Regions from separate parts of the Callithrix jacchus genome. Here region 2 is linked to region 1. A link is a contact called in public Hi-C data. All regions are on one chromosome and are shown on one strand. Each heading gives the region's core, a stretch centred on a gene start, on an enhancer-like site or on the middle of the called end of the contact. The rest is flanking DNA. Distances are from core to core; before and after follow the strand shown.

Region 1 (3,369 bases), core at 150-2,649:
CGTGCCCTGTTTCTTCATGGCCATCTCATCGCCTGGCATCACTCTTACCTGCTCATTTGGGAGTTATCTGCCTTCCTTTTGAATGAAAGCTCTGGAGGCAGGGGTTGTGTCTGTTGTTTGCCCCTCTGTGCCCCCCATGCCCGGCATGGTCTTTGGTACACAGGCAGCGCTCAATCAACATTCGTGAACAAAGGCACACCCAGCAGTGTAGCAAGGGAGACAGACGTGCCGGCAGACACTCAGAGCGCGGTGGGATCAGAACCGTGGTGAAGTCGCGAGCCAGGAGAGATGCCCAGCTTTCCCCTGATGTCTGCTCCCACTGAGAAGGTCATGGGTGAGGGCGGGGGTGGCGCTCTCAAACTGCTTAAACCCACATGGTACCAAACGGTCCAGCCGAGTTCCCTGGTGACAGTTTATCAGCTTGGAGCTGTCAAGGGGAATGAAGGACGATGGGTGGGCAGAGGGAGGCCACGGCAGGGTGGTGGCCAGGTGGGCCAGTGCACGGTGGCCCCTGCAGAGATGGTCTGTGCCTGGTGACAGGGCTCTGTCCCTGGGGTCCCTAACACTGTCCCTGGGACACCCCACCCTGAGCTCCAGAACAGCCCCTCCAGCTACTCAGCCAATCTCATCTTTTCCATCTAAAATCTTTATCTCCAACTTATTGGGAAAGAAATTGTAGTTTAGGGTAAACAGATCCTCTTAAAGGCAATTTTGCCAGATATAAAGATCTGCTTTTATTCAATGCTTGGTTTATTGTTTTTTCAACTGCCCAAGTTAAATTCTCTTTCCTTTTTTATTTCATAAAAATCTAAACCAGTCACAGACAGACACACAGAGTCACACGCTGGCCAGGGAACCAGATCCCCGTGAGCAGCAGAGCAGGAGGCAGAGGGCCGGGAGGGTGCCTGGGCCCAGCGTGGGTAATCCACTGCTAAATATTCCAGGAGGCTCCTGGGGAGAGACCCACTTGCAAGGAAAGAGCCTCTCCAGGCTGCCTGGGCTTCTAAAGCTGCCTGCCCCGACTTGCAAGCTCCGTGCTCCCGGCATGACAAGAAGTTCCCGAGAAGGTAAACAGGTCGGTCATGGAGAGAGACAGACTGCGATCCCAGCTCGGCTGGAAACGCAGGAACAGAGGCTGAGACAGAGCGGGTGACAGGAGCCAGAGGCAGTCACACTGCAGCAGGGCCAGGGAAGGGGGGCTCTTGTGCAGAGCCGGAGAAGCCACAGCCAAATCCAGCCCCCCGTGCCCTCCGGAGCAGCTGCCGCTTGGCAGTGGGGGCAGAGCTCTGGGAGCGCCTGGTGTCAAAGCACTCGGCACCGTAGCTGCTCCAGGCAGGGCTTGCCAAGGACTTCTGGAGGCTAGTGCCAAGTACCCAAGCCCAGTCCCGCCTTCCTGGCGATGGAGGCCCAAGCCCGGCTGGGAGCCCATTTGCCCAACAAAGAAGAGACAAAGCCGTCCCAGAGCCAGGGTTTCTGGTGGGCAGCAGCTCTCTCTCGCTGCCAGGGCAGGCCCAGCTCACACACTCCCGTGTGCCAGGCAAGCATCTGACATGGACTGATTCCTGAAGCCCCACAGGAGTCAGGGCATCACCCCTGTTTTACACGTGGGGAAACTGAGGCATGGGGTGCTTATCTGCCACATAGCAGAAGCTCCAAAGGAGCAGAGCCAGGTTTTGAACTCAGAGATAGGGAGTCCAGAGGTACACACTGAGCCATGCACAGCCTAATCACTCCCAAAGAATAACTGATTTAAACACAGGGCTAGAAAAGAAAGAGGGGGAAATGACGTCATTGTAGGTTATTATACCTTCTCCTTCTACTAACCTGCCCCTTCTACAAACCTGCCCCTTCCAGGCAACACACATGGCTGCACCCTCATGGCCCCGCGGTTCCATCTACTGACTGCGGACCCCAGGGACACTCCGCAGGCTCCAAGACATCCTGAGCCGAAGGTTGAGGGGTTGAGCCCCACGGCTATGCTCTGAAAGGAACCTGCCTGCCTGTACTTGCCCCCTGCTGGCTTCCTTCTTTCGGGTTCCCAACCTGACCTTCCCGGGAGGGGCCAGGTGAACCAGGTGCCCCTTTCTCTGCTGGGAAACGAGGAGAGTGAAGGTGGAGGGCCGAGTGCAGGAGTGGGTGCATTGGAGGCACACATGTCCATACACATGGGGCTGAGGCCACAGCCCTGGGCACGTGCTGTCTCAGGCAGGTTTCTCCGAAGCAGACAGAGAGACAAAGATGCTGTGATCTCTAAGGCTGGGCTCTGGGGGAGACTGACAGGGTGTGAGGAAGCAAGGGTGACTTCAGACAGAGCCCCAGCCCTGTCCCAGGGGAGCTCTGGAGGGTGGGCGGCTCCTTGCTCCAGAAGGAAGGCCTTTCCACCCCATAGCTGCTGGTCACTGGCTACATGAGAACTCCCGGCCCTTTCTACAGAGCAGCTACAGGGGCCTGAGGACAGGCCTCCAAAGACGGCCTCAAAGATAGCCAGGGGCTGCCTCGGAACCACAGCACACAGGAACCAGGGAGGGCATGCAGAGCGGGGAAGTGCTTGGCAGCACGCAGACAGCCTCTGACCCGGGCAGCCTCTGACCCACGCCATCTTAGGGATCGTGGCCGTGGATGAACTGTCCAGCAGATGGCAGGACTCGGCCCCTTCTGCTGGGGACAGTGTTACTGGGGAGTGGCTTCTGTCCTGCTCCTCTTACATCTGGGTGGAGCGTGAGCTGGTTCAGACCAACGGGAAGTGAGCGGGAACAGCCTGGGTCAAGGCCACAGCAGGAGAGCATCTGGGGTGTTTCTGCGTGTTGCCTATGCCGACTGGTGATGAGACATCAGGGCACTCTGGGAGTCCCGAGGAAGCAGAGACCAGGGCTTGAAGGGAATCCAGGGTCCTGAGTCACCCAGTCAGGAAGACCCACCGCGAGCCCCTGGACTGTCTGTTACGGCCCCGTGAGTACCTGCCCTGACGCATGCAGCTGACTTTATAAACACTGTGGGCGCAGGCAGAATCATGGACTCCAAAGACGTTCACATCCGGATCCCTGCAGCCTGTGCCTGCGCTACCTTACCCGGGAAAGGGAAATTAAGGTTGCTAACTAGCCGACCTTGGTAAGGCAGATGAGCCTGGATTAGCCAAGTGGGTCCAGCGCAGTCACAGGGACCTTCTAAGTAAGAGAGGGGGCAGGAGAAGAGAGAGAACAAGGTGCGACCTGGAAGCAGGGTCTGAGAGACATGCTGGTGCTGGATTTGAAGGTTGAGGGAGGGGCCACAAGCCAAGGAATGCAGGTGGCCTCCAACCAAGGAAGCTGCAGAAGGCCCAGAAACATTCTTCCCTGGAGCCGCCAGAAGGTACAGACCCGGGCCCAATCC
Region 2 (3,327 bases), core at 732-3,231, 250 kb before region 1:
ACCCTGCACTCCAGGCCTTCTCAGCCCTCACCCGCATCTGTCATTTACTGTCGGGGCATGGGGCAGCCATTACAGCATCTCATCCTCACCCTCAACTTACAGATGAGAACACCGGGGTGGGGGTGGGGCTCTGTTGATCAACGTGGGAGGGTCTACGTCACCATTCACATGCACCGCCCCACCCATCCAGCATCCAAAAGACACAGTAACACACCTCCTCAGACACACCAACTCCTCCAGCCAGAAGGACCGGTTCAGAACAGGAAATCTACCCATGTCAACTGGAGTCTGCATTTGAAAGCCCCTCTGGAAGGGCTCCAAGCACACCTGGGCCAGGCACAAACCACCATCAGGATTCTGCCCGGGGCTCACACAAGGCCCAGAGGCATCCAGTGCCCGGCTGGGTGAGAGGTGCCTGGTCCTACGTGCAAGGTGAAGCAGGGGGGAGATGTCCACGCTCAGTCACTAGGGTGCTCCATCCGACCCCGGGGGAAGCAAGGTGGTCTCTGGCTTTCCAGGTGGGAAGCCTGCTTAAACAGCATCAGCCCATCTTGCCCAGGGGAAGGAATTCCTCCCCACACTGACTCCCCGCAGAAGAAGGCCCTTCCGGAGTGGGGAGGTCAAGTATTGGAAAGCTCCCACCCTGGCTGGGTGCAGTGGCTCATGCCTGCAATCCCAGTACTTTGGGAGACCAAGGTGAGTGATTTGAGGTCAGAAGTTTGAGACCAGCTTGGCCAACGTGATGAAACCCGTCTCTACTAAAAATACAAAAAAATTAGCCAGGCGTAGTGGCAAGGGCCTGTAATCCTAGCTACTCGGGGAGGCTGAGGCTGGAGAATCTCTTCAACCTGTGAGGCGGAGGTTGCAATGAGCTGAGAATGCGCCACTGCACTCCAGCCTGGGCAGCTGAGCAAGACTCCGTTCCAAAACCAAAGAAAAACAAACCAGCCTCCCGCCCTGGCCCCCAGGTGACTAGAAAGCAAAGCCAGGGTCTCAGCGACAATCAACTGGGGGTTTCAAACATGGACGCCCAGGCCTCATCCTGAGAGGTGGGCTGAACTGCCTGGAGGAACGGCCTGGGCGCTACTGCTTTTAAAGCTTCCCAGGCGATTCAAAGGTACGGCCAGGAGAGACCACTGCGCTAGAGGCTCCCCATTCCTCCACCTGCCTCCAGCTCCTTCCTCCAGGCCTGGACTCGGCCCCAGCCTCCCAGGGGTGGCTCTCACTTCCCCTCTGAACTCCTGTTTGCAGACACGGGGGTGGCGTGCGGGTATCGGGTCAGGAGGAGCAGGTGGGCTGTCCTCAGGAACAAGTGGGCTTTGGGGCAGACGAGAATCCCAGGCTGCTGGGACGGCCCATGGTAGGACAGGGACGTGGCCAAACTCAGGTGTGTGGTACCGTCTGGCTGGAGCCGAGGGCGTGAGAGAAGAGGCTGGTGGGGGATCAGGGCTGCAGAAGCAAGATTAAAAGGCCCCCGAGTGTGCGTTTGGCAGGCGTGCAAAGGGCTGCTTTTGGCCACGCTCCTGTTTTATCTGTCTGTACACCTCCCAGCAGCAAGCACACGGCTGGGTTCAGAGGAGGAGCTCAATAAATTCTCACTGACAGGGACACTCAGAAACGTCACCTCCCAGGCTGTGGCCTCAGCCGGGGGAGAAAGGCCAGCATGCGGAAGTGGAGCCAGCAGTAGCACGGCGTCCCACACCGCACGGAGATCTGAGGCTGGGGGGGGGCCGGGGGAATTAAAGCCAGCCGGCCTCAGCACAGTCACCAAACTGAAATGTCATCTGGAACATGCATCTCTGCAGGTTAAAATAACAGCTCTCCTGGCACACCAGGAAAGGGAGGGAAGCCCTGTGGTTTCAGAGGACCCTGCTGTTAGCCACAAGAGGCAATTCATATGCTACCCAGAGACGATTCCCATCCAAGCCCAGCCAGATCCTGGGGTTCGATCCTCAGACTTCAAAAAACCCAGGCTGGGAATTCCAAGGCTTCAGACAGGGCCAGGAAAAACCGGCCCAGCTAGCCGGCTCCACAAGCCCCTGCGAGTTCCCGGGGGCAGGGAAAAGGTAGCAGCCAGGCTTCTGGCTTACCAGCACTCTTCCAGAAAAGTGGGAGTCACCAGTTCCTGATGGTATCTGCCCCAGGGGCGCTCAAGGGGAGTTTAGGACTCCAGGGCTGGCAGGAGTGGGCTCCAGCTTGGAGGTGCAGAACCCTGGTCTGCCACAGAGTGGCGCTGTGCAGACCCGGCGCTTCCTCGGGCCAGAGATGCTGAGCCCACAGGCAGGCCTGGCTTCGGCTCTAAACCACAAGGCACTCAGCTCTGCAGCCCCTGAACTTCCCCCAGAGACGGGGAAATGACTGCTGGAGGGGAGGGCTCAGCGGGGCCTTCGGAAGAGGCTTCCTGCTTTGAGAGCGCTGTCAGCCCCGCTCCTGGCCCCAAGCCTCAGTCTGCCCCCAGTCTGTGTATTAGGATCACCTAGCGAGCTCTGAAAACCATCCCCCAGGACCGGGTTCAAGAACGCAGAGGCGGTGGCTTAATTGGGCCCTTTGCAACAGTGCAAAGACACCTAGTTTGGAGATCCACAAGCCTCTTTGAACGCGGACACGCCAGGGTCCTAAAAACTGCCCCAAACAGCTCAGGGCCTGCTCCAGCGCACACCTTGCTGCCTTCCTTGTCTGGAGCGCAGCCTCACTCTGCCTAGAACCAGGACCTCCCCGGCTCCCTTCCCAAGGCGGGGCTGACCCCAGGCCACCTGGCTGGTTCCCCCCCCAGCTCTGGCAAGGCACCGCCCCCAAGGCTCCAGGAAAGAAAACCTGGAGCGTCAAAACTTTGGCTGGCTCCAGCTCCCCCGCTTCCCCCACTGGCTTTGGTGTCTTCTGCCAGAGTGACAAAAGCCATCCTTGCACCCGGCCCACAGGAGATCAGGAATGCTGCCAACACGAGGCTCTCGGAAAGTCTCTTAGGAAGCACAGAGGGCGCTGCCCTCGCAGGTCAGCGCCTCTTCCAGTCTCCCCATTACCTGGGCGGGGCGGCTCCCTGCACAGCCGGCGGCCGAGATGACACACTCCGCTGCCAGAGCCTGCGCCCTGGGCCCTCACCTGTGGCGTGGCGGCTGAGTCAGGCGCAGCCTGTGCCTCAGGTTCTGCCGTCCCTGCTGACGGAGGCGGCCGTAAACACAGGGTGAGCAAGGCTGAGATGACTCGGGCAGAAGCAGCACCAAGGCCGGCCGGGGATGGCAGCTCACCTGGGCCCCGCCACCCTTGCCACCCCTGCTGGGGAGTGGGCGCGCGGAATCCCGGGGGAGTGGATGAGGCGGCCGACCAGGG

Evidence for each region. A called contact is a pair of places that touch in the nucleus more often than the background predicts.
Region 2: a contact with region 1 is called in a Hi-C map of skeletal muscle, with 2.7 times the contacts expected there. The contact joins two enhancer-like sites. A contact is called at or near these places in 2 of 3 Hi-C or Micro-C datasets (both in skeletal muscle).

What each region holds. Positions count from the first base shown.
Region 1 is chr20:43,048,306-43,051,674 of calJac240_pri, reverse strand. All of the region lies in intron 2 of GSE1 (Gse1 coiled-coil protein), which reads right to left. Among named protein-coding and RNA genes, the nearest start is that of GSE1, 210 kb to the right of the region's middle. Within about 2 kb of position 1,399, at least 5 of the 16 cell types and tissues checked have an H3K27ac peak or open chromatin away from gene starts, as enhancers often do. A contact at or near this core is called in skeletal muscle, where this site is marked.
Region 2 is chr20:43,298,810-43,302,136 of calJac240_pri, reverse strand. All of the region lies in intron 2 of GSE1 (Gse1 coiled-coil protein), which reads right to left. Among named protein-coding and RNA genes, the nearest start is that of GINS2, 67 kb to the left of the region's middle. Within about 2 kb of position 1,981, at least 6 of the 16 cell types and tissues checked have an H3K27ac peak or open chromatin away from gene starts, as enhancers often do. A contact at or near this core is called in skeletal muscle, where this site is marked.